4 separate regions of the Mus musculus genome follow, and regions 2, 3 and 4 are each linked to region 1. A link is a contact called in public HiChIP or PLAC-seq data. All regions are on one chromosome and are shown on one strand. The core of a region is the stretch at or near the end of the contact, and the rest is flanking DNA. Distances in the headings are between cores, read along the strand shown. Region 1 overlaps Mgat5 (mannoside acetylglucosaminyltransferase 5). Region 2 overlaps Mgat5 (mannoside acetylglucosaminyltransferase 5). Region 3 overlaps Mgat5 (mannoside acetylglucosaminyltransferase 5). Region 4 overlaps Mgat5 (mannoside acetylglucosaminyltransferase 5).

The links. HiChIP or PLAC-seq counts read pairs in DNA pulled down with a chosen protein or histone mark.
Region 2: a contact with region 1 is called in a RAD21 HiChIP or PLAC-seq map of pro-B cells, with 3 times the contacts expected there. The contact joins two enhancer-like sites. A contact is called at or near these places in 1 of 15 datasets of contacts at CTCF or cohesin (pro-B cells), 6 of 484 Hi-C or Micro-C datasets (the 63-12 cell line, B cells, embryonic stem cells and 2 more), 3 of 115 datasets of contacts at active chromatin or transcription factors (double positive thymocytes, embryonic stem cells and large pre-B cells) and 2 of 9 other capture datasets (adipose tissue and pancreatic islet).
Region 3: a BATF HiChIP or PLAC-seq map of CD8 T cells shows a contact between it and region 1, with 21 read pairs. The contact joins two enhancer-like sites. A contact is called at or near these places in 1 of 15 datasets of contacts at CTCF or cohesin (CD8 T cells), 32 of 484 Hi-C or Micro-C datasets (the 63-12 cell line, B cells, CD4 T cells and 22 more), 7 of 115 datasets of contacts at active chromatin or transcription factors (CD8 T cells, the HPC-7 cell line, double positive thymocytes and 4 more) and 3 of 9 other capture datasets (adipose tissue, liver and pancreatic islet).
Region 4: a contact with region 1 is called in a RAD21 HiChIP or PLAC-seq map of pro-B cells, with 4 times the contacts expected there. The contact joins two enhancer-like sites. A contact is called at or near these places in 1 of 39 promoter capture datasets (pre-B cells), 2 of 15 datasets of contacts at CTCF or cohesin (CD8 T cells and pro-B cells), 4 of 484 Hi-C or Micro-C datasets (B cells, the N1E-115 cell line, embryonic stem cells and 1 more), 3 of 115 datasets of contacts at active chromatin or transcription factors (CD8 T cells, Th17 cells and fibro-adipogenic progenitors) and 1 of 9 other capture datasets (adipose tissue).

Annotation. Positions count from the first base shown.
Region 1 is chr1:127,302,298-127,309,196 of GRCm38.p6, forward strand. Mgat5 (mannoside acetylglucosaminyltransferase 5) reads left to right here. Exons shown (of 18, transcript NM_145128.3): 3 at 4,337-4,719. The coding sequence starts at 4,479. Among named protein-coding and RNA genes, the nearest start is that of Gm51747, 5.5 kb to the left of the region's middle. Within about 2 kb of position 3,559, at least 56 of the 459 cell types and tissues checked have an H3K27ac peak or open chromatin away from gene starts, as enhancers often do. A contact at or near this core is called in CD8 T cells, Th2 cells, pro-B cells and 1 more, where this site is marked.
Region 2 is chr1:127,397,461-127,404,359 of GRCm38.p6, forward strand. It overlaps Mgat5 (mannoside acetylglucosaminyltransferase 5), which reads left to right. Exons shown (of 18, transcript NM_145128.3): 11 at 47-180. All of the region lies in intron 5 of Gm51746 (a long non-coding RNA gene), which reads right to left. Among named protein-coding and RNA genes, the nearest start is that of Gm23734, 26 kb to the left of the region's middle. Within about 2 kb of position 3,426, at least 24 of the 459 cell types and tissues checked have an H3K27ac peak or open chromatin away from gene starts, as enhancers often do. A contact at or near this core is called in pro-B cells, where this site is marked.
Region 3 is chr1:127,223,119-127,230,017 of GRCm38.p6, forward strand. The region is part of intron 1 of Mgat5 (mannoside acetylglucosaminyltransferase 5); the gene reads left to right. Among named protein-coding and RNA genes, the nearest start is that of Mgat5, 22 kb to the left of the region's middle. Within about 2 kb of position 2,768, at least 31 of the 459 cell types and tissues checked have an H3K27ac peak or open chromatin away from gene starts, as enhancers often do. A contact at or near this core is called in CD8 T cells, Th2 cells and regulatory T cells, where this site is marked.
Region 4 is chr1:127,378,739-127,385,637 of GRCm38.p6, forward strand. It overlaps Mgat5 (mannoside acetylglucosaminyltransferase 5), which reads left to right. Exons shown (of 18, transcript NM_145128.3): 7 at 4,183-4,254; 8 at 6,030-6,191. Among named protein-coding and RNA genes, the nearest start is that of Gm23734, 7.1 kb to the left of the region's middle. Within about 2 kb of position 2,528, at least 56 of the 459 cell types and tissues checked have an H3K27ac peak or open chromatin away from gene starts, as enhancers often do. A contact at or near this core is called in pro-B cells, where this site is marked.

The sequences.
Region 1 (6,899 bases), core at 2,309-4,808:
ATCTCCTTGGCTTCCTATGGTTTTGAGCTAGGATCCCTCACGTTCCCTGAGCTTAGCCATTTGGCTAGGCCGGCTAGGGAGTGAGCCCTTAGGGTCACTTATCTCCACTTTTCTGTGCTAGAATCATCACATGTACCGCTGCTCCCTGCTTTTTACTGTGAGTTCTGGGGAATCCAGTATAGATCCTAATGCTTGCAAAACCATCTGAGCCATCTCCCCTGCATCAGAATCCCTTATCTTTGGAACCTCACAGAGCCTATAGCAAAGTTGAAGCAAGACTGTGCTAATGAACAATAGATAAGGTTCCCCCCCCCCAAAAAAAAAATTCCCCTTTGCTACTCTGGGGACCTGGGAGAATTTATGCAGGAGGTGAGGTCAAGTCAAGACACTGGAGATGAGGGTGTGGGTTTCAAAGCTAACACAGACAAGCACAGATGGTTTCAGAAATTCTGAATGTTATTGGAGAGAATGAAGATAAAGGCAGGTCTCTTAGCCAAGGTTAAAGATAGACAGGAAGAGGTTGAGATAGTAACACAGTTGTGAAAGAAGCATGAACTTGCCTGGGTTAGAGCAGGTGGTCGCTTGCAAACTGTATGATGTCTGCAGTGTGCAGTGTTGACCGGTAGGACTCTGGGCTGGTGTTGACTTCACAGCTGAGTGAATGAGTATCTCTAGCTTTAACCATGCTCTCTAGGGCCAGGGGCTGATATAAGAGATGGGACCTTCAGGGACATTAGGCAGCTGTTTGGAGGACTTGCTTGATCAGTGTGGTTCTCACTGCTAAGGGCTGGGCAGTTTCTGAAATGCCCTCACCCTACACCCTAATAGCCTCTGCCAGGCAAGGTATGCCAGGAGCCACCAGGATCAAGGCTATGGGGTTGATGCTGGGGTGCTAAGAGTGGCCACATCTGGGAAACCGGAGACAAATGGCAGCATGAACGTTCTGTTGCTAAGCCTATGGTCAGCCCTTCGTGATGATACAGTGTGGTCATTTCTGGACCATGGAAGATGGGGACAGAGGCTGCTGTAGACCCAAGAGGCCTATTTGCTGCTGTAAATAGAGCTCCACACCCACCTTAGGATTTGGGGAGGGGGGGACTCTAATTTTCTGATCATTGTTGGTCTGAATTCTTTCTATTGCATGCCAGTTACTGCTGATCATCAAGTCCTTCCCTGAGACCAAGACTGAGGGTGCTCTTCTAAGGCCTCTCTTTATCCCACTCATACTCTGAGATATGAGAGTGTATCCTAGGTGAGACCCCTGAAGTCAGAACTTCTGTCTTCCTAATGGGAATCATGGTAGTGAATTCTAACATGATTCTCTTTGTGTTTTGACAGAGTTTCTGTTATTGCATATTTTTGCGTTCTATGAGAGCATTGTTCCTGGAAATCCTATAGTTGCTTATGATTAGAACCATCAGGTGCTCTGAATTTCCTTTAAGGCTGTGGACTCCAAATGTGTACCTCTCTAGGTGTCTTGATTCTTTTCCTGGACAAAGCCTGGCTCACCATCTGTCATGTTGGGGAGGTCAGGGTGTCAGAAACCTAAAGCAGCCAGTCACAGTCCCACCCACAGTTAGGGGCAGAGAGCAATGGATGCCAGCTCATTTCCTCCATTTTATACAGTTGAGGTTTCACCCATAGTTAAGAAGCATCTTCTCACATTGATCACTGTGTGAGATAATCCTCCGGAGGCCCAGCTCCTGGGTGATTGTACATCTTGCACTCTGTGGTGTGAAGTGTTGACCGTGGGACTCTGGGCTGGTGCTGACTTCACTGCGGGATGAATAAATATCTCTAGCTTTGACCATGCTCTCGAGGGCCAGGGGCCAGTGTGTTGACAGTGAAAAGAAGCCTCTCACTGAGCCAGAATAATTTCAACTAGGCTGTCGTAGTCTTTTCTTCTGTCTCTTTTTGTTTCTTTCTTTCTTTGTTTCTACTTACTATGTATGCGTGTGTCATGTGCATGTAGGGCATACGTGTTCATTTAACCCCCAGAACATAACATCCTGGTGGTTCTGATCTTTCCAAAGCAAAAGGTCAGAAGCCTTCGACCTTCTGTCAGAGCCCTAGGCTTTGCTGTAGTTCTTGCTCTTGCCTTTCCTGTGACTTAAACCCTGTTAAGGCCTTCATCAACCTCTCCAGTAGGCTCAAGTGAGAAAGGAGAGTGGGTGGGACTTCCTGTCTGCAAGGTTAGAGGTAACTGTGTCATCAGTTCAAGATATGTCCTAAAATAGTCAAAGAAAATTACCAGAAGGCCCCCTCTTGGGTATGGCACCCAAATAACATGGCTTGGAAAAGTCCCCTCAGATCTGAGGTGAATATAAGGGTAGGTTATCTAGAAGGAAATGTTCGTTCATATACTGGGGGAGTGGTTTTCAAAGTATTAGCCTCATGAGGCAGGGAGCTCCATCTTGTTCACGCTTAGTCCCCAGGGCGCGGGGAGGGGGAGGCAGCAAGTACTAAGAATGTGTGTGTACTTTCAAACCACATGGAGAAAGGAATGATGGAGGATCCCATTCTGTCGGCCACCATTTGGAAGGCCTCAATACAGTGCCACCGTTCCTCCAAGACATGGCCATGTAGCCATCAGAGTTTTTAATGGGTATGGGTGTTTTGCCTGTGTGTTTGTCTGTGTATCGTATGTGTATACCTGGTACCCTTGGAGGTCAGAAGAGGCTATCAGACGAGTTTTTGTCACTGTCTGCCTGTTTTACTTAATTTCCTTCTGTCTTTGTTTATTTCTTTGTTTCTTTTTTTCTTTCTTTCTACTTATTTTGTATGTGTGTGTCCTGTGTGGGTAGGGCATACGGGTTTAAATGTGTACAGCACACAGTATGCATGTGAAGACCCAAGCTTGCCGTCATCCTACACTAGATTTATTGTGGCAGAGTCTCTCAGTTGAACTCAGAGCCTGCCAATTTGTTTAATCTTCGCTAACCAGCGTGCTTAGGGATCGCCTTTCTCGGTCTCCAAAGTGCTGGGGTATAGGTGGTTTGCCTACCCAGCTGTACATGTCTGGTCCTATTCTTGCACAGAACATAAAGTCTTTACCCACTGAGGCATCTGGCAGATTTCCCTTTTGGGGGGCGGTGGGGGGAGGGGGTGGGGGCGGGGAGCAGGGACAGGATCACTTGTAAGCTATTCTGCCTGAATTCCCCATGTAACCAAGGAGAACCTTGAATTCCTGATCCTCCTGCCTCCACCTACTAATGGGCATTCCGGGCCTTTACACATGCTAGGAAGTATTATACTGACTGAGCTATATCCCCAGGCCTGGTCATTGATTTGCTCTGGGCATACTTCATCAGCCCATCTGCAACTTCTCCTCAGGCCCTCCTTGCTAAGAAGCCCCAATATAGGGAACCCTGGGCCTGTCTGCTGCTATCAGGTGTTGCACCTTCATATTGAAACTCTGCCCTGGAACTTTTCATTTTTCCTCTCTCAGTGAAAGTGAAAACCACAGAGAAGCAGGCACTCAGTGCCTTGGGCTCCCTGTGCAGCAGGCAGGCGAGCCTGTGGGGTGCAGCTTTTACTCCAGATAGCTAAGGCAAGGACCTGGGTGGTGGGGGTGAAACTTGGTGGTAGAACAGATACTGAAAGTGCGCTCTGGTTTTGAGCTCAGACACCTCCAACAAAAAGCTAGAATGAAAGGATACCAGCTGTGCCTCTGGCCTGTTTCTACCTCGGTGCTTGGGAATGGCACCTGCCAGAGTAATTTAGCCTGAAACAAGGATGGTGAAGTCCAGCCGTGCTTAAATAACACAGGACCATCCCCTGTATCCTTAACACTCTCTGACGGCACATCCTCTTTCTTGAACACCTCTGAAGCTGCACGTACAAACTTTGCTTCAAGCACGTAATAATGACTTCCTAAGCTCAAGGTACACAAGCATTAAGTACCAAGTTGTCACAGGACTCTGCCCACCACCCGCCCCACCACACACACACACACACACACACACACACACACACAGACGGTATTTTTTGCTGACATTTGGTGACATATCCTTCTACCTCCTCTGTACCTTGCAAAACAAGGTTCTCGTTTTGAACTAGGTCTAGAAGCGGACCAGCCCTCGAACGCCTGTGTCCACACGCTCAGATGCGTGCTTCCCTCAGTGGATTTGTACGGCTTTCTGTTGCTGTACCAGACTTCTCATCTGGGCTCCCAGGTCCTGACTCTCAGCCAAAAAAAAAAAAAAAAAGTGTTGACTCAGCACATTAAGCCACGCCCGAGCTTGGGGAGCTACCTCAGTACAATTACAGATCCTGATGGTTGTGTTTTGTTTCGACCCACGTTGCTAACTGTCATCCTCCTCCTCCTCCTCCACAGCAGAATGGAAGCCCAGCAAGGAAACCAGCTGACTCAGGAGCCGGAGTGAGAGCCACGCACTCTCCGCCCCAACCTGCACCATGAACTTGCCTTCCCCTTCTGCTTGTTGAGAGCCAAGGGAATGGTACATTGCTAGAGAGAGATGGCTTTCTTTTCTCCCTGGAAGTTGTCCTCTCAGAAGCTGGGCTTTTTCCTGGTGACTTTCGGCTTCATCTGGGGCATGATGCTTCTGCACTTCACCATCCAGCAGCGGACTCAGCCCGAGAGCAGCTCCATGTTACGGGAGCAGATCCTTGACCTCAGCAAGAGGTACATTAAGGCACTGGCAGAGGAGAACAGGGACGTGGTGGATGGCCCCTACGCTGGTGTCATGACAGCCTATGGTGAGTGAGGGGACGTGGAGGGATGAGGTGCCCCCACTGAGCATGCCCCAGAAGTTCCCACATGTGGGCTTTGCTATGTTTTCCTGGGCAGTGGTTGCGGTTCGTTTTGTATGTTAACATTTTCATATGTGTATTTCTATATGTGACTGTGGGTGAGCCTGGGCCAGAAATCAGTGGATAACCTCAGCTGTGAGTCCTTACATTTTTACCTTGCCTGCAGCAGAATCTCTTGTTGGCAGCTGCATGCCAGGCTAGCTGCCTCCTCAACTTCTGAGGGATTATCTTGTCCCTGCCTTCCATCTCTGTACAGGCACACTGGGATTCTATATGCAGGCTGCCGTGTTTGGCTCGATATGGATTCAGTGGATCTGAACTCAGGTCCTTACACTTGTCCAACAAGCCCTTTAACCCACAGAGCCAACTCCCCAGCCCATAGCTGTATTTCTAGAAAGGTAAAGCTGTACCCTTTGTGGGACTCCTATATACACAGACACCCCAGACCTGCCACTCAGAGCACCAGAGCTCTCTCTGGCTTGCATTTATAGCCAGTCCCCACTCTGTCAACTTATTTCTAGGTTCTGCTCACAGGAGTGTGTTCAGAGAGTGCAAACAAACATTTTCATTATCTGTCCTTAAACAAAATGTAATTAGCTCCAGTGGGGAGGAGGATGTCTCGGATGCCGTTAAGGTCAGTGTTGAGCTAATGAACTGCCCCGAACCATTAATGTTTGATTTTCCAGACTTTATTGCTTTTGTCTTTAACTGTGCTCAACTCATTGCTCATTTCAGGAACCTCGTGTTTTTGAAAATAACACACGAGGGCTGGAAATAGTGCTTAGCTTGCCTGGCATGCTTGGTTGGATCTGGGCATGGCGGCACATGCCTGAAACCCCAGCATGGTGGTGCTATTGGCAGGAAGATCAGATGTTCAGGGCCATCCTCATCTACCTAGGATGTTTGATGTTGGCCTGGCTATATGAGGCACTATACACACACAAACACACACACACACACACACACACACACACACACATATAACTTTAGATATATATAAAATGATGTATGTGAAATTTATCTTCCTTTTTTAGTAAGAGCTATGCTTAATTTAGAAAAAAATTGAAGGCAGGAAAACAAAAGAGAAAAATCACATAAAAGTGTCCTCTGAGCAATATACACAATTAGCATTTAGTGTATAACTTTGCAATAGATTTTTTTCTGTCTTATTCATTATTATTATTATTGTTGTCATCTGTGCATTTCCATTCATGTTTCTGTGTGCATGCACCACTGCACACAGTGGAGCCCAGAGGGCAGCCTTTAGGAGCTGGTTCCCTCTTTCCACCACACAGGGATGGAACTCTGGTCTGGCTTGCATGGCAAGTGCCTGTACTCACTGAGCCATCTCGCATGACCCAGACGGTGCCAGAGTGCACATACTGACACTTAAAATAAACATCGCAAGTGGAATTCGGGCCATAGCGTCGTAGAGATTCTGCTTCCAGGATGTGCTGTGGTCACAGAGGGTTCCGAATGACCTGGTTTTCTAGGGGGTGAGCTCTTGTTAGTTGTCAAAGGGGAAATGGAGCCATCAAACCCAGTCTTCAGTGGGTCTAGTGTTTGCTGTAGATGGCATGCTGGGATGGTGTAGGAGAGCTAGTGCTCTGCTTTGCAGCCTAGTCAAAAATATGCCCTCAGTTAGAACACATGAAACTGTAGGCTTAGTTTGCGCAGCTGGAGTACAGACACAGGGACTCATATGTGCCGCAGAAACTTGGCTCTAAAGTGTATGTGTCTATGAAGAGACGGGCGCTACAGCTCGGGGACTCCGATGTTCTTTCTCAGTTCTTAGGACATGAATCCTTAGGTCACACTGTCTGCTTTTGATGTATCTCTTCAACATTTATCAGCAGTAATGTGGGGGATGGCTCAGTTGGTAAAGGGCTTGCCAAGCAACCCCGAGGACCTGAGTTTGATTCCCCAGCAGCCGTGTAAAAAGTCAGTGTTACTAGGCACTGGCTTTTCACACGTCTGAATAAAATGCCTTTTTAAATGTAATGTATTAAAGCCATGAAGCTCTGTTTTGTGTGCCACTGTCCAACCACCAACACTAGGTACCCAACACTAGGTACACAAGACAAATGACTCATTGACTTGACCTATACGGTCTATCGGTCTCAGAG
Region 2 (6,899 bases), core at 2,176-4,675, 95 kb after region 1:
CTACACCATCGGGGTTATAGTGTGACACGCAGTGCTCTCCTTGCAGGTGCATGCTCCGGGTGCTAGACTCCTTTGGAACAGAACCTGAGTTCAATCATGCGAGCTATGCCCAGTCAAAAGGCCACAAGACCCCCTGGGGAAAGTGGAATCTGAACCCGCAGCAGTTTTACACCATGTTCCGTGAGTATTCCTGGGTGGACCCTGCCTTTCAGAAAGCTACCGGAGGCAGGCGCAAAGGTTAATTAGATAATCATTTATCTGGGCTTGCGAGTCTCAGAACCCTTATCTGAAAAAGTATGTGCCTTTGAAATTTTTCCTTGGGAATACTTTTTTTTTTTCAGTAATTGGAATTGAAAGCCCTCATAAACTTTTTGTGAAGAGATTTAGAAATGTCCTAGAGAAGAGTGTTCAGTACAAGTTACCAGTAGAAGCCACATGGGAAAGGCTGCAGATCACCTCCAAATGAGCAGTTACTAAGCATATCCCAGCATCGTATCCATGTTGCTAAGGGGACGTTACGTCCGGGAAAGGAATAAGGTCTTCCATGTCAACCCGCTCTTTCCACACAGTTCAATCGTAATCATTTGAGCATGAGCATTTTTTTTTTTTTTGAGACAGGATTTTCTGTGTAGCCCTGGCTGTCCTGGAACTCAATCTATAGACCAGGCTGTCCTCAAACTCACAGAGATCTGTCTGCCTCTGTCTCCCGAGTACTAGGATTAAAGGTGTGAGCCACCACTGCCTGACTGAGCAGGAAACTTTTAAAAGAAAAGGTAATCTCAGAGCTGGGGAGATGGCTTGGCACTTGCCCTGTGAGTTCTGATCTCCAGAACATGTAGAAATGCCAAGGAAGAATAGTGGTGTGCCCGCAGTTCCAGCCCCATCCCCCACCCTTCCTCTCCCCTCCACCCCCACCCCCAGCCAAGTGGGTGGAGATGGCACTGCCAGAGTCAACAAACCAGTGTGTTCTGGTTCAAGTGATAGGCTGCCTGAGCATACAAAGTGGAGAACCACTGAACGAGATACATGACATAAACCTCTCGCCTCTACCTGCACAGATGCATACATATACCCACATGTGGGAATATACATGCATAGCACACACGCGCATGCCTTTTCTGAATGAGGACTATTTTAAATACAGTCTCATGTTTTGCTGGCTGCCTAGCTACTGAGCTCAGACTACTTTGCCGCCCTTGCTGGTGTTTGTGTGGCATTTAATAAGCGTGTGCAGTGAAGGCTTTTTCTGTGTGGTCCAGAGAATGACTTACAGTAGCTATAGTGTTAGTTTCAAATGAGTGACTTTATTGAGCATGTAGCAAGCAAAAGTTTAAAAAAAAAAAAAAAAAACCAAAAGGCAGGTAGATTGTAAAACATCAACTTGGAGACTTACACAGTATCCAGTAGACAACTGCAGTAACCTGATAGAACAAGCGGGTGTGGTCATCGAATTGGGTCTTCAGCACCCCATAGAAATTGGCTGAGGAAGAAACGATTCTGCGGGGGCCTTGACCAAGAGCCTCAACACAGTTACCTCACAGCTGCCAGTTCCCACCTGAGACATTTTTATGCACAGAATAGACAGTAGCCTTGACTGGAAAGGGCTCCCACTCTGGCTCTCCTCGAGGCATGATACCAGGTTGTCTTGCCAGTCTCCTTTCTCTGCCATAGGGTCACAGGGCCAGCTTCTTCTTAGACATGTTTGGGTCTGAAGGGGGAGATTACTACCTTGCTTCCAGAGCCAACCTCTCTCTGGGACAGTCTGTGATCATCCATCGACATAATGGATGGGTGTTACAGATTGTGTTTGGACCGATGCACTCCCTGGCACTGCTGCTGGGCTCGGAGAGGTCTCCATGAGAGCCATTTCCTGTCACCTCTGTTTCCTGCTGTTGCTCTCCATTTCCCTACTTTTGCTTTATTTCTAATTAGCCATAGATTGTAAAACCAAGTACCCAAGTACTATACTAGACAGTGTTTGTGCTAGTAAGTTATGATTAAGTCCCCATGGCACAGGAAGGCTCTATTGTTGAAATGTAAGAATTAGTGAATAAAACCATTGATTTGAAGGCTAAGGATAGAGAGCTCTCCCTTTCCAAAGTTATCAGTATGACATCATCTAGATGTTTCCATGCTAAAACAAATTTCTGAAATGTCAGTCTTAATTGTTTGAGCCAAGGCCCTATAAATGCTTAAGCTATTTTTCCCTTTCCTGGCTGTCCTTCAATTCCTTACATAGCTGCCCAGAGGTGACCCATTGTTGGGTTCCCTACATATCTCAGTGAACATGTTAGACTAGTCCTTGGGAATTAGGTCTGGGGAAAAAAAGAATTAAAAAGGATATCCAGCTGGCAAGGTGGCCATTTTAAAAATCAACTCATGTTTATGGACTGGGGAGAAACCTCCGTTGCTAGAGTGCTTGAGAAGGTCTGAGTTGGATCCCTACGACTCCTGGGAAAGGTTAGGTGTGATGGTGTGTAGTTGTAATCCCAGCGCTGGGGAGGAGGAGAGATGGGTGAATGCTGGAAGATCACTAGCCAGTCAGCCTAGCCCACTCAGTCTTTAAAAAGTTGATGGTGCCTAAGGAGTGATGCCCGACATTATCCCCTGACCTCTTTGTGCATGGGTACACACACACACACACACACACACACACACACACACACACACACACGTACACACAAAATCTGACAAAGAGAGAGTTAGACAGAGACAGAGAAAGAGACAAAGGGAGACAGAAAGAGAGAGACAGTGGCAAGGAGGGACAAAGAGAGGGGGTGGGGAAGAGAGTTGCCAGTCTAATTGTTCTTTTGAGCCCAGAGAGTTTGGCGAGAGTATGCTGTATGTATGATAGACATTATCATTTTTGGAGTTATATTGTCCTGTTATTGCCACCTGTCCCAGGGGCACAGTTCAGGGAACAAACTAATATTTGGCACACCAGGTAACAGATGGCTGTCAGCATGGCAAGGCATGATTAAAGTCTGCCTGGGGTTTGACTTTGCTATGAAATCCTGAATATGGAAAGAAGTGCCAGCCAATCAACTAAGCAGGGACCTATGTCAGGACCAGGGGGTAAAACTTGAGCTTGCATAAACTTTCAGGGACACGATGGCAGTCACCTTGTGCTCTGCCCCAGAGCAGAGATGGAGTTTTCTCCGACTTGAAGAGTGGGACGCAGCCCCATGCAAACCTGCTGGGATTATGTGGATGAAGGCTTTCCTTCAAGTGAAAGAAGTTCTCTGTTTAAAGTGTAGTGAAAGCCAGAAACAGAGAATACTTTCTCTTAACCTGGAAGAAGGATACAGTTCCTGGTTTCAACTGAGACGGGGGAGGTGGGGGGGAGAGTTGACACAGTTGAATGCCTTTTAAGAAAAGAACCCACAGAGCAGAACATTGCCAACCACCCGAAACCCTGAGAGCAAACAGTGCAGAGGAGAATGTTTACATGGTTATTTGAGACTGTCAGAGGGATGCAAAGGAGCCAAGAGATCTGTACACAAGAAAGGCATATTTACGGCGTTGATGTGGAGACCTCGGGTGATCTTCGGGCTGAAGAGGGTATTAGTGAAGTCATAAAAATGAAATATTGGCCTGGGGATGGCTCCATGGGTAAAGGATTCACCATGCAAGCCCGAGGACCTGAGTTTGATCCCAGTAACTCAAGTAAAAAGCCAGGCATGTTGGTACAAGCCTGGAGTCCCCGCACTGGGGGAGGGAAGGAGGCAGAGAAAGGGGAATCCTTCGGGTTTATTGGCCAGTCTGCTCAGCTTCAGGTTGATGAAGACACCCTGTCTCCAGAAAACCAGGTAGATGGTACCCAAGGAATGGCATCCAAAGTCATCTTCTGACTTCCATACATAACCTACTTCTCACACACACACACACACACGCCTGCACACACGCACGCACACTTATACACCACCACCATCCACCACACCCCATCACACACAAATGTTTTCAACTCTGTGCTTTGAAAAGGACCAAAAGTTCAGCCAGCCTGATGAGGGTCATAAGAATGCAAGCCTTCAGACCAGGGTTTCCCAAACATCATTTTCCATATTAAAGAACCTCCTTCTAGAGAAAGTCAGATTGCTGATGTGAAGTAGGGAAGGCAAGGGAGACAGGAAGGACCACAGGGGTGGTATCAGGAGTTCAGTGGATTCTCAACCAGCATCAAAAGAACACTGGCTACAGTGGGCTCAAGTCAAATGAATGAAAAACAGTCTGTGGGGCTGGGCATGCAGCTCAGTCAGGAGAGTGCTCACCCAACATGCACAAAGCCCTGGGTTCCATCCCAGGGCCACATTAACAGGGTGTGGTGCTGCACACGGTAATCTCAGCGCTCAGGAGGTGGAGGCAGGAGGATGAAATGGTCACAATTACTTGGCTACTTGGCAAGTTCAAGATTAGCATGAGATACATGTGACCCTGTCTTAAAAGGGAAAAAGAAAAAAGCAGTTGATGAGTTCTGAGTGATGTGATGATATGCCAAGCAAGATGTAGTGGGTCACCTTTGCAAGTTGCTAGGATACCATCTCATCCTACTGAATAATAAAGGGGGAAGAGCCCAGCTTTGATCTTCCTGCCTTCCTAGCACAAATTATGTTTGAAGATAATCAAATGGTTGATGATAAGAAACTGTTCATAATGGGGAAACAGCGCTGCAAATTCAGGCAGAATGACGGATTAGGGAATGAGCATCCTCAAACTCTTAATGAGAACTCAGATCCTGTGATCGTCGGCCACCGCGGTGAAACCCATGAGGTAACAAGTTGATGGAGAACTTTGCACAGACAGGGCTCTCTCCAACACAGGAAATATGGAAATAAGCTGGGAAATGAGGCACTGTGAGGCATTCATCATGTCAAGGCATGCCAGGGCTGGGGACTTGGCAATAGAAAGCCATGTCTGTACCTTACTCTCCAGTCTCAGCCCTTAGTGACCTCCAATCCCCTGGTCAAGAGGGTCCCTTTCTCCCTATGTGACAAGACCAGCGTGTTGGGCAGCTATGGCTTGTCTGGTGATCTACATTTGAAGACTCTTTCTTTGAACAGAGAAGAGAAATGCCAAAATGTGTCGGGGTATTTTTTTTTCCCTTTTAATTATTTTTTTAAATAGGCTCTCATGTATTCCAGGCTGGCTTTGAGCTCACTGTGTAGCCAAGGATGACCTTGAACTCCTGATCCTCCTGGAGAGATGGAACTGTAACCTGGAGCTGTGAGCCAGGCAAACCCTCTCCTCCCCTGTGTGGCTCTGGCCAGCATATTTGATTGCAGCAACAGAATTGACACTAAATTCATCACCATGTTTTTTTTTCTCATGAACATTTTTATATTTTTAGTTATACATACTAAAATTTTGCATTTCATTATTTTTTGCCTACATATGTATTTGGTGTGTGTGTGTGTGTGTGTGTGTGTGTGTGTGTGTGTGTGTGTGTGTATGGACAAGCATGTGGAGGCCAAAGATTTGTGTGTTGTTTGTTTGTTTGTTTGTTTGTTTTTCAAGACAGGGTTTCTCTGTGTAGCCCTGGCTGTCCTGGAACTCTGTAGACAAGGCTGGCCTCAAACTCAGAGATTCACCTGCCTCAGCCTCCCAAGTGTTGGATCCTTGAGAGATTTGTGCCTCCACCCAACTAGCTGAAGATTTAACATCAGGAGTCCTCCTCAGTGCTCTCTACCTTATTCATCCAGGCAGGGGAGTGGTCTCTCCATTTTCTGTTTCCATCCTGGGACTGGCATTCTGGTCCTTGTGTTATGACCTTTATCGATAACCCATGTTCTCAGCCTCCCCTTACAATTTTTTCTACTTCATGAATCACATTGCCTTTGAATCTTCAACACTACCAGTATTTCCAGTGCTAGTCAAGAATCTATTTAAATAACATTTTTGTGCTCTGCATCTCAATGGTTATCTCGTTTTCTCAAAAGAACCAACTATATCCATCTCTAGGTGTCCCGATTCACTCTGTTTGGCCACTGTTTCTTTCTGTGTCTGCCTTCCGTCTCCTGCAAATGCATTTGCTGTAAACTCCTGAAGGCAAGATCTCGATCTCTCTGTCTCTCTGTCTCTGTCTCTGTCTCTCTTTTACCTTCTCTGTTTCAAACATGGTATATCATACCTGTGTAAATGATGAAAAGATATTTACCCACCCAAAGTGAAATAGATACGTTATTTAAAGAAGCCACCTAAAAAAGGAAACCCCCAGATTGGTGACTTGCACATTTCTCAACTCTTGTTTGGATAGTTCTAATTAGCTCATAGTACCATTCACTATGTCATCTGGCTTCTGTAAAGATGGCCAGGGTTTAAAAAAAAAAAATCATTTTATATCATTGAATTCCCTGCCCCCATCTTTCCCTGGAGACTGTGGCTTATAGTAGTAATAGCATCAATAGAGACTGCTCCCACCCACCTCAGGCAAGCCTCCACTCAGACCTCGTTCTCTACCTGCAAACATCTCAGTAGTGTCTTAGTGACATCATTGCCAGCCCTGCCTCAGAGCCCTTCCTTGTTCCCTAAGTAAGGTCAGATGTGCAGAGCTATTCTGTCTGTGTATCTGTCGAGTCAAGGCTGTGGCTTAAATGTGAACCAGTCTTGCATCCTAGACAGCTCAGGCTCCTGAGGAGGGAGCCTGGCTCCATCTCTTACTGACTCTCTTCCTTACTTCCCTCTGCCCTCCCTCAGTTTTTTTTCAACTGTGTCAGACACACTTCCATCTTTGCAGTGACTCTTACATTTTCTTCCTTGTCGTTGACTTCACCACTGTCTCATAACTTTAACTCAGATGACCCTTTAGTGGCATTTGCCCTGACCTCATTTGGAAGTGCAGCTCCTTTGCCCCACTCCCCACACCCTCCCCTGCCTCCCTGGCTCTTTAACCTTTCATCCTTTTT
Region 3 (6,899 bases), core at 1,518-4,017, 80 kb before region 1:
TGTATGTGTACAGCATGTGTTGATAGGTCAGGGAGTCTCATTCCTACTCTTAAAGCAGGGCCTCTCTCGTTTCGGCCACTCTGCTTACTCCAGTAGAGCTAGCCTGAGACCTCCTGGGTGACTTTCCTGCCTCTCCCACCTCTCCCCTCACAGAGAGGATTGCACTGGGATTACACTACAGAGCATCACACCTGGTTCTTCACAGGGGCTCCAAGGACTGAACTGTGGTCACTTTACCTTCGGAGCTAGTTCCCTAGTCCCTCTCTTGAGCATTGCTAAGGCTACATACATACCAAGTTCATGGCCAGTCTGGACTATATCAGCATGTATAAAAAAAAAAAGGCTGAGGTAAGAAAGCCACATTCACACCAATCCGTTCTGTGGGACCTACCCCAGTTCTGTGAGGCCTAACCTACTCCCGAGGCACAGCATTAGTCTTCCCTGAAGATGGAGCCCCCATGACTCTTATATCTCCAGCTAGACCTTATATTGTGAAGATTCTGTAACTCCCCACCACTGTACCGGGAACCGAGCTTCTAGCACACAGAGCGTTGGGGGCCTGGCAAGGTGAAGCAGATCGGGAGTCAGATGGTCACGTGAGTTGAACATCAACTGCTGCTGGCCATTCTGCAAGGCCTCTGAAGACCCCATGGGAAAATGTTCCCATCTTCGTGTTTACCAACCTCAGGCTAGAATTTAGCAATTTCTTCACTTTTGGTTTTGCTTTTTTGAGACAGGGTCTCTGATAGCCCAGGCTAGCCTCCTCTCTACGTAGTTAAGGATGACCTTAAACTTCTGATCCTTTTACTCCACAACAGGAACGGCAGGATAACTGCATGTACTGCCATTCTCGGTGGACGGGTGCTGGCATAGAACCCCAGGGCCTAGTTAGTGCTTGCTAGGTGACTGTTTTTGCCAGCTGAGCCCCGGTCCCCGCTCAGATTCCTTCACTCTTTGTACATCGACCTGCAAAACTACAGTAGTGTAAGTGCCGTTTGCAACTTTGTCAGCCGCAGATAGCCAATATTTTCAGTAAGTAAGCAGCGATCTTAGTCCTGTTGGGCCTGCTGCTCACCAGTGTGACTGGATGTGTTAATAAACAAGCATGTGTACCTCTTTATCACAATTAAAAGCAGATTTTAGCTGGGGAATACAGCTCAATTGGTAGAGTGCTTCCCTGGCATGTGTGAGGCTCTGGATTAGATCCCAAATACTGGGGAAGATAAAAAAAAAAAGAGATGAAAAATATTTTAGTAACCGAGTGTAATTGATTTACTCTCGGTAAATCAATCTTGCATCCTATAGATTTCGTGTGTTTTGAAAGGTCCTTCTGTGGGGGCTGGGGATGAAACTCAGTATTTGCTAGGGAACTTGCCTAGCATGTGTGCAGAGCTCTGGGCTCGATCCCTAGCACTCTATAGCCTGGGCAGTGCTGGCTCTTCTAGTTTCCCTCTGTGACCAACACAATAACCAATAGCAACGTAGGAGAAGAAAGGGTTTATTTTATCCTAAAAGTCACAGTTCATCCTTGAGAGAAGTCTTGGTAAGAGCTCAAGCAGGAAATTGGAGCTGAAACCATGGAGGAATGTTGCTTGCTGACTTGTTTAGGCCCACGCTTGGCTGTCTTTCTTCTATGGCCTAAGACTTCCTGCCTAGTGAATGGTACCGCCCACAGCGAGCTAGGCCCTCCTGTATCAGTTAACAACTATGATGGTCCTCCAGAGACATGTCCACAGATCAATCAGGTCTTGGTAATCCCTCATTTGAGACTCCTTTCTCAGATGAGTTTAGGTACTGTCATGCTCACAGTTAAAGCTAATAGAATACTTGTACACGTATACAGTCTCAGCTTTCGGGAGGTGGAGACACTAGGATCAGGAGATCTGTGTCACCCTCAGCTACATAGAGTTCAAGGACATTGATACACATTGAGACTCTACCACAGGGGGGAAAAATCCTCTACTGAGGGGTCAGTCTACTTTTAAGTCCATCAGAGGCCTACTGGAGAAATCCTAGAGAATTTTATGGGCATAGACACTGCCCAGCCAACTGTTCCCTGTCACTGGGATTTGGCCCTCTCAGTCCTACTCAGAGCTATCAGCGAAAGGCCTGGAGTGGGTGTGAGGTCAGTTCCACTTGCTCAAGGAGTTGAACGGAACCCATGCTGACGGTTCCATCATGTGAGGAGGAAGTTTCCCAGAACATTTCTCCTGCCAGGCTTGAACAACTTGCACCGGATACATGGTGATTTTAAAATGAAAACATGTAGGTTTTCTGACTCCTCAACAGAATTGTGACTGTCTGCTTCCGATTTTAGTGAGGAATACTCAGACTTTGTATAGGGTAAATCCCTATATTCAGGTTAACCCCTTTTCCACACATCCTTTGTCTCAATGTTAATGGAATTAGCAACACACACACACACACACACACACCCCTTTATGAAATACTTCATTGAGGGAGATTAAAAATGCATTATATACATTAGGAAATGGTTAAAGAATTTAAAAACAAAAAACCAAATACATACCTTGTTGCCCAAGACTTGTTTCAAAAATGACTATGGAGAACAGAGCACTTTTCTTTTAACCACAAGGCTTAGGGGCAAGGCCATATCCCATGAGTGAGAACTTGGGTGTAGGTCCACACAGAGCTCCAGGGAAATGTTTCCTCCTGGTTGCCAGTTAGCCACCAACTGAGTCCAGCCTCTGAGGTGCTGGGTTTTCACGATAAGTGGATTTCTAGGAGTGTGTCATTTAGAAACTTCTCTTTGCCACAGGAGATCTTCCTGAGCTGTTCTAGATACTTCTCTCAGTAGGAAGTGACTTTGCTACAGCCCAATGCTGTTTGCTGTTCATTAGACACAGAGCCATTGCTGAGCCATGAGCATCTTTAACTCCTCAGCTTCTAAGCTGGTATTTAGAGTTTGGTAAGGAATGATCTTCATGCGCCTAACACTGATACCCCAAGCAGCCACATTTAATGGTTATAGCAATAGCAGTTTTTTTTTCCTTAAATTTTTCTTTATGACTGAGTGCCGTGGTATGCATACGGAGGTCCAAGAACAACCGCTGAGACTTGGTTCCTGGTACTGATAACTTAATAACTCAGGTTATCAAGCTTGTGCCTTCTCGCCTTCCCCTTGCTCCCCATTGCCTCTGGTCTCATGCTGTGCAGGCTGGTCTTGAACTCACTGCATAAGGGAGGATGACTTTGAACTCCTGATCCTCCTGCTTCTACCTCCTGAGGGCTGCAGTTACAGCTTTGCACCACCATGCCTGGTTTACGCAGTGCTGGAGACTAAACCCAGGACTCTGCATGCAAGGCAAGCACTCTACCAACTGAGCCACATCCCCAGACCCAGTTTCTCAGTATTTCAAAAAATATTGGGGTTGAATAGTCACACATTTCCCCTTCGTAGTCCTATGGGTTTAGTTACCAATGGAATTCTCGTTGAGTATAAGCTCGCTCTCTTCTGGAAGGAATGGTCGCATTTATTATTGTTGTTGTTGTTATTATTGAATTATTTTTACCATGTATTTCAGACATAAAGAGAACATGTGTGTATTTAGCACGTTTATCTGTTATGTAACAGTGTTACTTAAGTGTTGCTGTTAAGGGAGGATTCTTTTATTGATTGACAGGTTCATGTATATGCCTGCAAGTCCCCATGAGCCTGATTTTGTGTGTGTGTGTGTGTGTGTATGCACATTCATTTGTGTATTTGGGTACAGGTATTGTGCAGGTGTGTGCACTTTGTGGGGCCCAGAGTCCGACCTTGATCACCGTTCCTCAGGCACTATGCAGTTCATACTTGTGAGACAAGTTCACTCACTGAACCCAGAGCTCACCCAGCCGGCTAGTCTGACTGCTGAGTCCCAAGGATCCCCCTGTCTCTACTTCCCCAGTCCTGGGATTGCAGACCCATGTCATTAGCTCTGGTTTCTTTGGTTGTGGACTCTGAGGCTCCAACTCAGGTTTTTGTGTTTGCGTGGCAAGACATTTCCTGGCTGAGATATCTCCCTACTCTCCCCGTTAGGTTAGTGTCTCATGTGAGGAGTATCTAAGGTTCTTTCACTGAGCAGCTCACGTCTGTCAGGAGCTCTATATACCTAGCCCTCATTGGCTTGAGAAAGCAAGACATTCAGCAGATACATTGATTAAAGAGTGATTTTTTTTTTTTTTTAGTCTTGTATGTGTTCATGTGTGTGAAGGCAGGTACACTCCTGAAAGCAAGGTAACCCATGGGGAATCAGTCAGCTCGCTCCTTTGACCTTTGACCTTGCTTGCAGTATTCTCTCATTCGCCACTCCATTCTCCAGGACAGCTGTCCCACAAGCCTCCAGGCCTTCCTCTGTCCTCTGCCTTCCGTTCTGTCACTGGAGCTGGGATCACAGATTCACACATAGCTCCAGGCTTCATGTTCGTGCTGCTGATGCAAACTCAAGTCCTCACACATGTGTGGCAGTGCTTTATTCACTCAACTGTCTTCTCAGGACCAGTGAATTTACTTCACAGGCTGGTTTGAATGAGAATGGACTCCCCCAACCCCCATTATCTGGGTCATTACCTTAAAAAGCAAGATAAGAATTCAAAACAAAACCCAACATTGTATGAGACCCAAGAGTGGAGTTGATCTCTAGTGTTATGTTCTAAGTCATGACATGGAGGCAGAGGTTTAAGAAGAGTAGCCTGTTAAAACTTGATTCACACCTATAATTGAACATCTAGTGTTGGGACAGAAACTAAAATGTCCCTACTGGGGACTTAGAGCAAGCAGGTGGACTGGGACAGTTGAGCTGTGTGGACCTTTTTGTCTTTGACTTTGAGGGCTATGGCTTGGCCTTCCACAGCCAGACTCATGGGGGCCTTTTGAGCCTTAGCACTCAAAATACTGAGCACCCCTCCTCCAAAGTATGAAGAATATAACTTCTGGTCATAGAGGAGTCCTGTCCTGTAAAGGTCCCCAAGTGGGCTGTGGCAAGCTCCAGGATCACCCCTGCTCTGTGAAACTGATTCCAGGCAGAGCACAGCCAGCTCTGGTCCTCTTTGTGGAGGGCCATGTTTTCTCTGGAAACATGGGAGCCACCAATCAGAAGACAGAAAAGAAAGTGTGGGTAGAGGAGGGGCGGAAGTAGAAATGAGAAAAAAGGGCAGGGTGGTGGCTCACAGTAGCTGTGACCAGGGGGCACTGGAAGCCACAGAACATCTGTGTGGCCATGGGTAACCCAGGGCTGTCTTGATTAGGTCTTAAGACTTAAGTGAGACATCATATGACCCCTGGGGCTGCTGTGTTCTCTACCACACTGTTCTGCCACAGTGGGCAAGTTGGGCCACATGATAGATACCAGTATGACTTCTTGCTTTGAAAGTCTTGGATTCCAACTGAGGAACAGCCTGGGGGGTGTGTGTGGCATCTCTACATTTACAGAGGGGCTTTTGTGGCGGCAGGCCTGGGCACCCTACTCACAGCCAGGGCAGGGCCCATGATAAACAGTCTCCTGACTCTGGGAGCAGAGATGAGATGATTCCAAAGCAGCTGGGCCACACTAGCCGAAGATACACACCCTTTACACAGACTTTAACTACTAGCTGCCAATCAAAACCGGTTAAAAGTCAAAAGGTACGGCTCTTCTGGTTTTATAGATGCCAAAACTGAGACTAGAGAAATATTTTGTCCCAGATTTGCCAAGGAGCAGGTAGGAGAGCCAGAGGCATCAACCATAGGAGCCTGAGCAGCTGTGGGAGGTAGGTAGCAATCACAAGTTCTCTCTGTCTTTATTACTAGATTGTTAAACTATCTGAGGCTGCAATATGTTGCGTGTGTGTGCTCGCACATGTGCGAGGGAGCGCTCTCCAACTCATTTAAGATGCACATGTGCAAGTGCACCTGGAGGCCAGAGGCCAGTCTGCAGCGTTTGCTCTTCCAGAACTGTCTTACCTACTTAACTTTCTTAATTCTAACTGGAATTTGGGCTGGAGGTGTATCTCAGTGATAAAGTATTTGCCTAACACATGCAGACAGTACCAGCAAAAAGAAAACAAAACAAATGTGAACTGGGTCTTGGGTAGCCCAGATGACCTTGAACTCACTGTGTAGTTTAGTCTGCAAGCTGTGGATGACCTTGACCTTCGGACTTCCCTTCTTCCACATCCCAAGGATGGGATGGCATTACTCTGCCAGATTTATTTGTTGCTGGGGATTGAAACTCAGGACTTTGTGTGTGCTAGGTATGCATTCTACCTAGATTTGGATTTCTGATAGCTCTTCTGGTCACAGGGTTAAAAGGGGGCAGAGCAGGAATAAGGTTTGAGGAAGACTGTTGCAGGGGTTTTGAGGAGAAACTGTGGGGTCCTGTAATGGGATGGGAAAATTTGGGGCATTCTATATTCAAATCCTCCTAGGAATGCCCTCCTCAGCCCCCATATTCCTGCGTAGTCTTCCAGTATCCGCTTGCAGTCAGAGCTCGAAGGGTGAATGGTACCCTTGGAAAGGTTTTATTAAGGAAGTGTTGGCATTTTGAAAAAGTCTTACACTTACAAATTGAGCCAGAAGGCAGGCAGTGTTGTGGGAATGTGCCAGTGTCCAGAGAGGTCTGGGGCTGCCTGAGCAAGCAGGACCAAGGGGTTTGTGGGATTTAATCCTAACGGTGTGCTCATAGTATTGAACCCTTATAGCATGCCTAACATGGACATGTTAGGAACCTAGGATATTCACTTGCTCTTCATGAAAGAGCTATGAGATAAATGACTTCCAATCCCTGTTACGAGAGAGAGAGAGAGAGAGAGAGAGAGAGACAGAGAGAGAGAGAGACAGAGGGAGGGGAGAGAGGGAGAGGAGGGGCACAGCAGGCCAAGTCACACATTGCTTAAGGCCACCCACATCATTTGACTAGGGG
Region 4 (6,899 bases), core at 1,278-3,777, 75 kb after region 1:
TGTCTAAAGAGTTTGCCTTCAGCTTGAACGTGATCTAAGAGCTGCTACTGCCTTATCGAGTCCCGGATGTGTTACCATGAGTTCAGACGGTTTTCCATCTTGCGTTGTGTGCACCTGTTTGTGAGTGTGTACCTGTCTGAGTTGTGAGCCAGGAGGTGGCATGTTCCTGTCACTCTCCACCTTAGTTTTTGGGACGGGATTTCTCGCTGAAACTAGAGCTTGCTGATTCAGCTAGACTGGCTAGGATGCCTCCTGTCGGTACCTTCTCTGCACTGATGTCACAGGCACATACTGACTGACACACCGGGATACGTAACATGAGCTCCAGGGATCAAACTCAGGACCTCACCCATGAGTAGCAAAGCTTTTTAGCCACCGAGCTGTCTCCCAAATCCTGTTTCCAATTGTTTACCGTGGTAAACTCCAGGCTGCCTTTGATGAGTTGTTGCTTCTGAGAGGACTGTGTGCCTGTAAGATTGGAGAGGTAAAGGAGAATGAGCTGCAGTGGCCTCTGCACTGAGGGCCACATGCAGTGAAAAGCCACAACTGAGATGTGTGGCCGAGGCAGCCATGGTGGAGATGTCTGGAGGCAGCCATAGGAACCAGGGACTCTGGGAGCCAGCCTGAGAGGAGCTCTTCCGAACAGTTCCTGTCAACGCAACTCCTATGAGTCAGGGAGTGGGCTCCTCCTGGGGTCAGCTTCATTGATAGGCTGTTACACTGGTGGGCCAAGCTCATTAAGTGACACTGGATGCATCAGATAGAAACTGTAGTTACGTATCAGGAGGTAGAGTTGTCAGCTACAAGCAGTTTCCCTGCATGTTCATTGTGGTGCTTTTATTTAGGAAAGTGTTGCCCTGTGGAAGACAGTTTGCTCATTTCTTGAGTTATTACCAGCTCTGGCCTTCCTCCAATCCTGGTAATCCTCTGAGGTTCCAGGGAAAGGAAAAAAAAATTTTTTTTGTTTTCCCTCTTATTCCCACAGGATAATTGGTTTACATATAATTTAATTATTCCATCAACTAGTTATCCCATCCTTGCGGTGGAAAACAACCTCAGCCCACTCTCCCTTTGTGGGTTAAGGTCTTTATCTATTTTTCCACCATTCCAATCTCATGCAGAGCTGAAATTTCTGCCTAAAAGCTCAATTGGACCACTCTATTTTCCATATTTGCAGAGATGTCCTTGGAGGCAGCAAAGGAGTAGCTAGTGATTTAGAGAAAGAAGAACTAAGAAAAACGGTCAGCTCACAAAAGGAATTACAGCCTTGAGAGTTCTCAAGTGAAGTCCTATTCTAAATCACCTTGGACTGACTATGTTTTCATCAGAGTGAGACCTGAGGGTGGAGGGATGTGAGGGAGGGCATTAGCCATATCCGGGCACACCACAGTTGGTGGTGGTTTTCTTTATTCCTCGTCTTGCTTCATCTTTTCCTATTATATTCTTCATGGGGAGATATTTTTTTCTTATCCTGACAGGTTCCTATATAGGCTTCACTTATCCAGGGACTGTGGAGATGTCCTGTCAGTCAGGCATCTGCTGCTCACACAGGAGGATCTGAGCTGGGCTCTCCAGCACCTACATAAGCCGCTGACTCCAGGGCCTGCACCTGCAGCGCTAGAGCAGGGCAGGCAAAACAGGTGGCTCCCTAGAGCTTGCTGCCCGGCTGAATGAATGAGCCCCAGGTTCACTTACAGAAAGAAAAGGGGGGAGGGGGAGGGAGGGGGAGGGAGGGAAGGAGAGAGAGAGAGGGAGAGAGAGAGAGAGAGAGAGAGAGAGAGAGAGAGAGAGAGAGAGGATGAAGAGTAATGGAGGAAAACATCCAACATCAACTTCTATCATCTGCATGCATGCACATGTGCACACATCTACATATACAGACACACAAACAGGGAAACATACATATATCACATAACAAAGACAATTCAAGTGGGTGAGGATAAAAGTAATTTTTAAAAATGAACTTAGTTGTGTATTTATTTGTAAGGGTTCTTGACATCATGCTGTGTGTGTGTGTGTGTGTGTGTGTGTACATACATAACACTTACATGCATGGCTGAAGGTCTAGCAGTCAAGCCCAGGACCCATCTGAAGCTTTTGTATTATAAATCTGCTTCGTAGGGATGTTTTATTGAGTCCATTTACTAAAACTGAATTGGTGCCAAGTGAATCAGTCTGGCCCAAGAGCAGGAAGCACGGATGTGTGTGGCGTCCCTGGGACTGGCTGAAACGCTGGGCTTAGTCAGGCTGCTCTTCTGCTCCCTTTTCCTGAGCGGTGGAGCTGTGTCTGGTGCCTTTCGTAGTCACCCTGGTGAAGGTCCACGGTGATTTAAGCCGTGGGCCTCAGGCAGCTTAGTATTCTCTCTTTTTATGAGTGAAGGCATTGCACTTTCCCCAGGGGGAGAGTTTCTGAGTAAGCGCGGTCACTCACAAACAGTCACCCAAGTCTAATTTTACTCCACAAGAAGGGGGAATCTTGCACTTTCCCTGCCACCCCTGAAGCCTTGCTGCCCTGAGCTCAGCTGCTTTCTCACCAACAGCAGATGGCTTTATGCAAATATGGCCAGTTATTTTCGGTCACAGTAAATACCACCTCGCATTATGAGTAACTTCTAGATTACTGAAACTGACATGTTTCTTTGAAAACCTACCCAAACCTGAAAGACAGATTTTCTTTTTTTTCTGATTGATCTGCCAACCCAAAAGACTACAGTTCCCCTGAGTCAGTGACTTCCTAAACGATGCTCCTCTGTAAAATCTTACCTGCCGCCCTAACTGAAGAACAGTGATTTCTGGTGCCAGTTCTTGAGCCATCCTTAGTGATGTTGTATGAGTTAATAAAGGGATAACCATGCCAGCACTGAGATTTTGTAGCTATTTTAGATAAAGAGGCCAAATGTCAGAGTCACCCAATGGATTTCTTGTTTTTCCTTTCCTAGAATTTTTTATTTTAATTTTGCATGTGAGATCAGCTCCCTTGGAAGCCAGAAGAAGGGGTCAGATCCCCTGGAGCAGGGGTTCCAGGTAGTTGTGAGCTGCCCCATGTGGGTGATGGGAGAACTGAGCTGTGTCCTTTGTGAGTTCTTCAGTCTCTCTTAACATCTGAGCCATGCCTTGAGCTCCTTCCTAACAATGATTGCTTAATAATTGCTAATTGCTAATCAATAATTATTAATCAACTATTATTAATTAATCAATTATTAATCTCTGGTAGCTTTTCTTGAAGAAATATATATAAGCCCAGTCTTTCTCCTCCTTCCTTTCTTCCTCCCCCCAACAGTCAGGTGTGTTCAGCCTGTGCCTGTAAGCCACAGATGCTCAAGAGAACTGTGAATGCAAGCTCACACAAAATTATAGACTTGCTTAAAGCATTATGGAGTGTGTGTGTGTGTGTGTGTGTGTACTTTGTAGTTGCCTTAATGTTAGAAGGTTGGACACAGCTTGTGTGCAGACAGACCCTTCTGTGGAAGAACTCTTGTAAGATCACTGAATAGATATGTAATCCATTTCTATTTTGCTGTTGTTAGAGACAGGGTCTCTTGTAGTTCAAGCTGGCCTAGAACTTGTTATATAGCCTAGAACATCTGATCTACCTGCTGTCACAACCTGGGTACTGGCATGACCAGTGTGAGCCACCAGTCCTGCATTACCCATCTTATTTCTTGAGGCAGTGTCAGGCAAATACCCAGAAAACAAACCTTGACTAATTAGCATTAAACTATGGTTTGCATTCCTGATCCTCAAAGCAGAGAATAATTTTTTTTGGCCTGAATGCCATCTGTTCCCTTTAGACACACCTGAGCTGATCACAAATCATCTGTGTCCACTTGCTGAAGGGTACACGGTGACTCCTTCACACTGCCATGCCCCTGCATAAGTGTTCAAATCTTTTAACCTCTTGACAGAGGACACTTCTTCCCTCTTATGGAAGAGTAGGGATTAGTTGAGGAAGAAGTCACTCCCTGTAACATAGAACAGGTTCTTAAGACCTTGGCTGAAGGTTTCTGCACCTTAGAGGGCACCTACATCTGGCAGGAGTTTGGTTCCTATCTGGATAATAATATCCCGTATAAACACCATGTTCCTTGTGCGTTGGAAGTGGTTCTCAGCCCTCTTCTTAGCCGTTTGTGTCCACTGAAAGATGAACCAATATACTTAGTGTTTCTGATTTATCTCTTTCAGGTTGAAAATTGGTGTCCTCGTTTACCTTGGAGAGCAAAAAATCCCTATGAAGAAGCTGATCATAACTCATTGGTAAATGACTTTGGAACTCTTCTTCCACTTGTGCGTTTAGGTCTGATGTTAAGTGAGATACACACAGCACCTTTTGGAAGTGCCAGCTGAAATCTCAAGTCTAGCTGGCCAAATCATACACCGGTTAACGTAGATTTATTTATTGAGCAATTCTCTGAAGGTCCCTAATGAATGGGGCCACAGAGAGGAATGGGCTTCAGTGCCAGATGTGGAGGCCTTGGGTGATCTAATGAGGGGGCTGGCGGTAAATAATGACCAGGCCTGTCACTAGGCTCTAGCGCCTGCTAAGGAAGATTAATGAGGAAGGATGGTCTCAGCTGCGGAGGTCAAGGGAGATTCCATAGAGAAGATGATGAGCTGAATTTAAAAGGACAAGTCGTGTTCTCTGTGCCATTGGGAGAGAGGCATGTCTCCATGGGGAGTCCGTCTTTCATATCATACTGCAAGGTTGGGTGGGCAGGGTCAGAGGTTTGAAGATACAATTAGGAAAATAGGAGGGGACTCCAGAGACCTTTCGATGCTATCTTGAAAGCTGGGGCATTTTCTTTAGACTATAGGTCAGCAAATCCTTCGTTATTTTTTTAATGTTTTGATTTGCATGCATATGTTCTTTTCTGCATGGGTTTATGTACACCATGTATGTGTCGGGGCCCACAGAGGCATGAGGAGAGCATCAAATCACAGATGCACATAGGTGCTGGGAGCTGCACACCACTCTCCTGCCAGAGCAGGCAGCACCCTTAACCACCGAGTCTCCTCTCTAATTAACCCAAAGCAGGCACTTCCTATAAAGGGGCCAATAGGGGTAGAGTGCATACCTAGCATGTCAGAAGCCCTGCGTTCAGTCTGCAACACGGTGGACACTGGACATGGTGGGCCATGCCGCTAATCCCAGTGTTTGGGAGGTGGAGGCAGGAGAATTAGAAGTCATGGTCATCCTTGGCTACATAAGAGAGTTCAAGGCCATCTTGGGCTACCAGAGACCCCATCATGTGCAAAATAATAGGACTAGTGAGATTGGCTCAGCAAGTAAAGGCACCTGCTGCCAAGCCTACAGACCAAAGTTTGGTTCCTGAGGACCCACATGGTTCACAAAGAGAGGCAATGAAGATTAGACAATGATCATTCATTTCTCATCTTATTCTGGAGCAAAGGAGGCCCCCTGGTGACCTCAGAGTGTTGGCTGGCAGGTTGGAGCCAGGGATACTTTTTTCTTAGTGGTCAGCTGCTTAGCAGACAACTCCAAGACACAAGTGCACTTAGACACAGGGAGTTTGTAGGTGCATCGTGTATGCTAATTGTGAGAACTGGACGTCAGCAGAGCTCTGGCTTCCTTTCTCGGTCTCTGATCTCTTAATGATGCCCCCTGTAACAACACATCAGCAGTCAGGGGCCATCGTTTCAACTTGCAGCCCTAGCAACTCTTGCTTATTAAAGTATTTTAATTATACTCATTTTATGTGTGTATGCATGTGTATATGGGCATGTGCTTGCCAGGATGACCATGTAGAGACCAGAGGACAACTTAGAAGAGTCGATTCTCTTCCTTCCACCGTGCGGGTCCTAGGGATTGAACTCAGGTCATCCTCAGGCTGTGGAACAAGAGCCTGTCCCTGCTCAGCCATCTTGCCGGCACCCACCCTCGGTACAGAGTAAAGATGGGCTTTTGAAATCCTGGATTTAATTGACTCTCAGGTTTAAAAACGAAATCATTTTGCTTCCTACTTTTTAATCTTCTGCTCCCTTTGCTACATTTCTTTCGTCTTCCCTGCTAGGCGGAAATCCGTACGGATTTTAACATTCTCTACGGCATGATGAAGAAGCACGAGGAGTTCCGTTGGATGAGGCTTCGGATCCGGCGAATGGCTGACGCGTGGATCCAAGCTATCAAGTCTCTGGCGGAGAAACAAAACCTTGAGAAGAGGAAACGGAAGAAAGTGAGTTTGTTCATTCTGTCCCTTCACGTGCCTGCTTTCTGTTAAACATTGATTTTGCTTGGAAACATCAGGAAAGGAGATGCCATGTGTCAAGTGACATCCCATCGAGGTGGATGAGCTCAGCCTCCTGGCCCCGCCCTGAGGGGCCCGCCTTTTCCCATACTCATGTCTTCCTCTGTCCCCTGTGAATGTGACACAGGAATACACTTCTTCATACATGGCTCTCTGTACGCCACCACCACCAACACACACACACACACACACACACACACACACACACACACACACACGGGATGGGTGGGGGGGTGGATCTTATCCACTATGACTTATTCCTAAGCTTTGGAATGCTTCTGATTTCAGAAACCAGATATGGGGGAAGGGACAATTCTAAACCATGTGCACTGAAACAGTGGCCAAAGACCTGGAGTCGTGGCACACACCCTTAATTGCAGCACTTGAGAGGCAGATGCAGGCATGAATTGGAGCCCGATCTTCAGAGTGAGTTCCAGGACATCTAAGGCTCTGTTAACACAGAGAAACCCTATCTCAAAACAAAACAAAAAAAAACAAAACAAAACAAACAAACAAACAGTGACCACTATGTTAACCTATACATATTTTTCCACAGTAAGAAAAGAATTATATGGTCAAAGAAGAGGGAGGGAGAGGAACAGAGTGGGTGTGGCCAGCATAGACACCAGACTTCAG